2 separate regions of the Cricetulus griseus genome follow, and region 1 is linked to region 2. A link is a contact called in public Micro-C data. All regions are on one chromosome and are shown on one strand. Each heading gives the region's core, a stretch centred on a gene start, on an enhancer-like site or on the middle of the called end of the contact. The rest is flanking DNA. Distances are from core to core; before and after follow the strand shown.

The links. Hi-C and Micro-C count contacts between places; a contact is called where the count stands out from the background.
Region 1: a contact with region 2 is called in a Micro-C map of the CHO-K1 cell line, with 3 times the contacts expected there. The contact joins the enhancer-like site here to the promoter of Ptprm in region 2. A contact is called at or near these places in 3 of 8 Hi-C or Micro-C datasets (the CHO-K1 cell line, fibroblasts and liver).

Annotation. Positions count from the first base shown.
Region 1 is chr2:456,458,192-456,460,891 of CriGri-PICRH-1.0, reverse strand. No RefSeq gene overlaps it. Among named protein-coding and RNA genes, the nearest start is that of Lrrc30, 41 kb to the left of the region's middle. Within about 2 kb of position 1,386, at least 3 of the 6 cell types and tissues checked have open chromatin away from gene starts, as enhancers often do. A contact at or near this core is called in the CHO-K1 cell line and fibroblasts, where this site is marked.
Region 2 is chr2:456,236,768-456,239,467 of CriGri-PICRH-1.0, reverse strand. It overlaps Ptprm (receptor-type tyrosine-protein phosphatase mu), which reads left to right and starts at 1,444. Exons shown (of 31, transcript XM_027397791.2): 1 at 1,444-2,204. The coding sequence starts at 2,132.

The DNA of each region.
Region 1 (2,700 bases), core at 137-2,636, 220 kb before region 2:
CAGAGTTTCTGTCCCTCCTGATGGCTCTGAGTGGCTTCTTCAGACATAAGGACATGCTAGCCTATAGCATGCTCACCATGGGGTGCAGAGACTATTTGCTATCCTGTGTGAGGCCAATGGAGTTATCCGGCCGAGCATACAAACTGTCATCCAGGAACATTAGCTGGGCATCTAGGTGGCCAGGCTGCAGGTTTGGGGCCCACTGATGACTTCACAAGGAGGCAGCACCTCTGTTCCCTCCTGCTGGCACACACAGGGCACCAGCAGGGGCAAGCAGCTCAGGAACACTGGCACACTAACTCCTTTGTACTTTTGCTTATATAGCAAATGCACAGAGCCTCCCGTGCTTCCCCAACTCCACTGAGTTCTTGGTGTGAGCTGGCGCCCCAGCGGCTCCCTCCCTCCATCTGGGCAGAGAGAAGGTGCTGAACAACTGTAATCTAAGGAGGCGATGGCTCAGTCGTGTAGTGCTTGCTATGCCCGCATAAAGAAAGACCGGGATCAGGATCCAGAACATGTTTAGAAAGCTAACAGTGGTGACACGTTTTTATAACCCCAAAGCTAGAATGAGAAAACACAGAGATTTGGGGTGTTCACTGACAGACAGTTTAGTGGAATCTGTGGGTTTAATATGGAGACTGTCTCCCCAGACAGGAGGACAGGACCTGAGGAATGACACTTAGGGTTGACTTCTGGCTCCTACACAGACACATGACACAGACACAGACACAAGCATGACTATCCTCACACACACATACATGACTCATGCACTCATACCACAGATACACATGAAATACATGCACACCACACACAGGACACATACACGTGTACAGACCACACAGATGCAGACACACACACACACACACACACACACACACACACACCCTGTGAACTAAGCCAGGCATGTGGTACTGCATCCCAGCTTGGGGGTGGGGGGACCGGAAGATGAAGGTCGTCGTGGACAACAGTGAGTCTGTAGGCAGCCGGTGCTCTCTGAGGCCTTGTCTAAACACAATGCAACACAACAAACAAGCAAAAAAATGAAAAGAAAACAGAAGAGACAAACAGAAGGGAAACTATGGATAAAGTTTGAAACTAGAAGAAAATCAGCCAGAACAGAAACTGGTGATACCAAATGGTAATGTCACCACCGTGGCTGAGCACCCAGAGACCTAAAGGCTCTCCGGGGGAGATCAAGCCCCCTCGCCCCCAGGACCCTTATGGTGTCCTACAGGAGGAATTGCCAAAGAAATCTGGAAGCCCCAGGAGAATGTGAAACGCCGTCCGTCCTTGCCTTACAGGGCCTCGTGCAGAAGATGGGTTTGGAGCACAGAAAACAGCTGAGTCATTGTCTCATCTGTGCTGCTCCTCATCCCAAGCAGGGAGAGAAGGATGAGTCACTGAAATAAATATCAGGCCTCTGTGTGGCCCCCAGCCTGGAGGGCAGCGAGTAGCCGATTGACTCATTTCCTCTTATTTTTCTCCAACATGGCATAAAATTTCCTGAGAAGTTGCAACCGTGGCAGGACCAACTTCATCTCTCTGCAGGAGAGTCACATGGAATGTTCTCGGCCCATCTCTCCACAGCCACCCCTGCCCTATGACATCGTCCTCCGGCTTCCTGACCATGACTTTACTTCCTGTAGACATCAGATGCCAGGGCAAGATGTCCCTGTGTGTCCTTTGTCCAAAGTAGACGTGAATGGGGAATTGGATAAGTGTATTTCTGAAGTAGCTACTACACTCTCAAGGGCTTCCATTAGTGGTAATTCTGTTGTAAAATCTAATGCTTTGACATGTAACCATCCTTTTCCTTTGTCGGTATGTTTACTTCTGCAGGTAATTTTATTCAGGAAAAGTGGAGGTGGAGGGGGTTGGTAGGCACAGGTCCTGGGGAGAGAAAATGGAAATGAAAATGATGGGAAATTCAGTCTGAGGAGAGCAGCTTGGTACTGCTCTGGGGAAAGTGTTGGATTCCAGCAATGATGGGCTGGACCACAGGACGGAGGCGATGGCCGATGGAAGAATGCCCTGGGTGTTTAAGGTGGAAATGGGCTGATGTACGTCCTGCGGCCATATAGCCCATCTTGTGACTTGTCTTACATGCACACTCTTGTTGGCTCCATCTCCTCTTAGCTTTGTCAGGAGAACTCTGCCTGCATGTTGCTGTCAGTGGCATGACCCCCCTTGATGGTGAGGGGGAGCCACTGGATTCTTCCTTTAGACATCAGGGCTGTGCCCTTCATGACATCAGTGACTCCACAGGCTTATGTGCTCTCCTGAGTGTTTGCAGAGAGTCAGTGAGCCTTCAGCAGCCACTGACTGAACGCAACCCTCCCTGTGATGGCGGCCCCTGATATTCAGATGATCTTGGAAATATGTGATTCTGTCTGTCCAATTCTTCCTTGTGTTCGCCAACCAAGGATGGTCCTTGATCTCCCATTCATCTCAGTCTTTGTTGGAGCTCTTACTATGCAGTTGGGCCTAGAATGGGGTCTCTGTATTGAGTTAGAACAGACTTCTTGCTTGTCGTGATTCCCAACAGTACAGTATGGCAGCTGGTCATTCACGCAGCATTTATATCATAGCTAATAGTATGTGTATTTCAGAACTTATAGAAATGTACAGTGGGGTCTAGGGTATATGCAGACATTACACAGTTTTTTATAAGGTACTTCATATTTTCCTGTGGCTATCAAA
Region 2 (2,700 bases), core at 195-2,694:
CAGCAGCTAACACAGCCTCAGTGGCTTGAGGTCCAATGAAGGTTGTTGAAGGTTGATTGAAAGCACGTAACACAGGATGAATGAAATGTTACCTGATATCAAACTCTTCATCGAACTCTTCATCGGATTTGAAGATACTTGGAAACACTGAGACTACATTTTTTTTGTGTGTGCCTTTTTATGGATGCTCCTACCAGCATCAAAATGTCAGGGGTGGAGGGATCTGTCATCATTCACTTTCAAAAAGCAATTTCGACACATCTAATGAAGTATAATTTCAACAAAAAGGCCGGGTTAGACCTCGTCACTTGTTGATTCTGTTGCAGTGAGTATGAGACTTCAGAATTTCCCTTCCAAGTTCAGGATAAGCCCCCCTCCCTCCCCCCGCCCCCTGCAGGCAGGCTCATTATCGGATAAAGGCAAAAGGTGATTTGGATGGTGTTAAACAAGTCATTTACGTGGAGACTTCTAAAGGAAGGGCCTCACAGGGAGGACCTCCTGAATAGAATTCCCAAAGAAAATACTCTACTCGGAATGCGTTTGGCCTGGCAGACACAGAAGTCCTCTGGGTGTCCACACTGGCTCTGGGAGATGATTGAAAGCGAAAGTCATCATCGGCTGGTTGTGGGCCCCACCTTCAACTACAGGCCTGCGGGGTTCATTTATTTCTTTGGCCTTTGAAACAACACAGAGCAAGTGACAACCTAGCAGAGCATCCTCCCGGGGGGAGCAGCGGGCAGAGCTTCAGGCTCCGGGCACTGGGCACTAACCTACTTAAGTGTTATCAGTTAGAACACAAATTGTGATCCTAATTTAAACACGATTGCCTGCAGTTGGGTTGGTAAATAGCCCAACAGGTGCCCCAATGGGGTTACTCTGAGCAAGATGAAGAACCACAAAAACAAAAACAAAACCAAAACGAAAAACCCCACAGAATTGCAATAAAAACTTGAATTTTGCTTTAAACTTAATCATTGGTAGCATTCTTGTTCTCTTAACAGTCACATCGGATCTCAAATTAAAATTATATCAAGACATTGTTTGATTCACTCTCCATTTCCATCAGACACAGAAATCACCAGTTCTGCCCAACCCCTGGTTCCTTGCGACTGCTGCCTTGCGAGCTCCGGGCCCCACTCTAGCGGCCACAGGACGCAGTGGAGCGGCAGAAGCGCGTTCGGCTTCCCGGGCGCAAGGCTCGGGCACGGCAGCGAGCGTGCCCCTTGCAAGCTGCTGATCGAGCGGCCCAGGGCGCTGGCGGCTCTCGCTCCTTCCCGACGCTCGCAAGCCAGCAGCCGCCGCCGGGAACACGGCCGCCCCGTGCCTGGCGCGCTCCAACTCCTGCTCGCCTCCGGTGACCCGGGACAAACTTCTGGCTGGGGCGCGGTCGCGGTCCCTGAGGCCAGCGTGGGAAACCCGAGGCGCTGCCGGGGCGAGCTAGGGTCCAGGGTGGCGCCCCGGGCGGTTGCTCCTGCCCGCTGGGTCGCGCCCGCATCTTGGCGGTGGCCGCCCCACGGAGCCCGCAGGCGCCGCGCAGGCCGAGCTGGCCCCGGGCCGGGGACACGGGCGCTCGCGCCCTCTAGCGGGCCGCGGCGGCTCCGGCCCGGCCGTGACGTGGGCTCCTTCCAGCCGGCCTGCGGGGCACCGCCAGTCAGTCGCGGAGCAGGAGCCCCGCGCGCAGCCGGCGTGGGCTCGGCCTTCGGCGCGCCGCCGCCCGAGGTGGCTGGGTCTGCGGGAGCAGAGGAGGCGGGCTGCAAGCGCGCGATCGCGGCCACGGCCACGGCCACGGCGCCGCGGGCGGCTCGGTCCCGAGCAGGGGCAGCGCTTCGGCGGGCGCAGCGCCGGATCCCAGCGAGGATTTGGGCTCGGCGGACGCGCCCTCCGCTCCCTCTCCCAGCGGCGCCAGACTCCAAGCGGGGGCCAGAGGGAGGGCAGGAGGACCCAGAACACGGTCCCCAGGCCCCGGAACCGCGGGACTTCGGACTTGTGCAACTGTTGCCACTTTGGGATCGGGTGTTTCGCTGCTGGAGCGACTACCCTGGCAGCCTGCGGTGTAGGCTCGCGTCCCCCTCGGCTTCCCGCGTCTAGCGGCCGCCGCCGCTCCGAGGCGGCCCGGCGCGCACTCAGCACCATGAGGACACTTGGGACTTGCCTGGTGACTTTGGCTGGACTTTTGCTAACTGCGGCCGGGGAGACGTTTTCAGGTAAGCCGGCCGCCCCTGCCGTTGCCAGGGTGCATGGGACGTAAGCGTTCCCCGGGTGGGAGAGTCCGAGGCGAGCTTCGGGGCCGGGTTGGGGCGCGCAGGACCCGGCATCGCTTAGCGGGTGAGCCGGGCTGGCCGATGGCCGGAGGCAAAGCAGCCGCCGCCGAGCCCCGAAGACCCGTGCAGCGCACGCTGCAGCCCGCAGGACAAGCCAGGAGCCCGGACCCCCATCTCGGCCCCTGTCACCTCAGGGCCTGGACTTGTGCTCCGGGCTCCGAGTCCCTGGGCCGCCCGGGCAGGAGCGGCAGAAAACTTTGCCTGAAGTTCCCAGCTGCAGCCGCCGGGAGTAGGCGCTGCGCGGGCCTCTCGACCCCGGTGGCGGCGGGCATGGGCTTCGGGTGCTTGGCTGCGCCCGCGGCGATCTCCGGAACCCGTGGTATAGCGGGCGTTCTCCCGAAGCCTGACCTCCCTGCTGCCCCCTGCCCGGCTCGGTGGG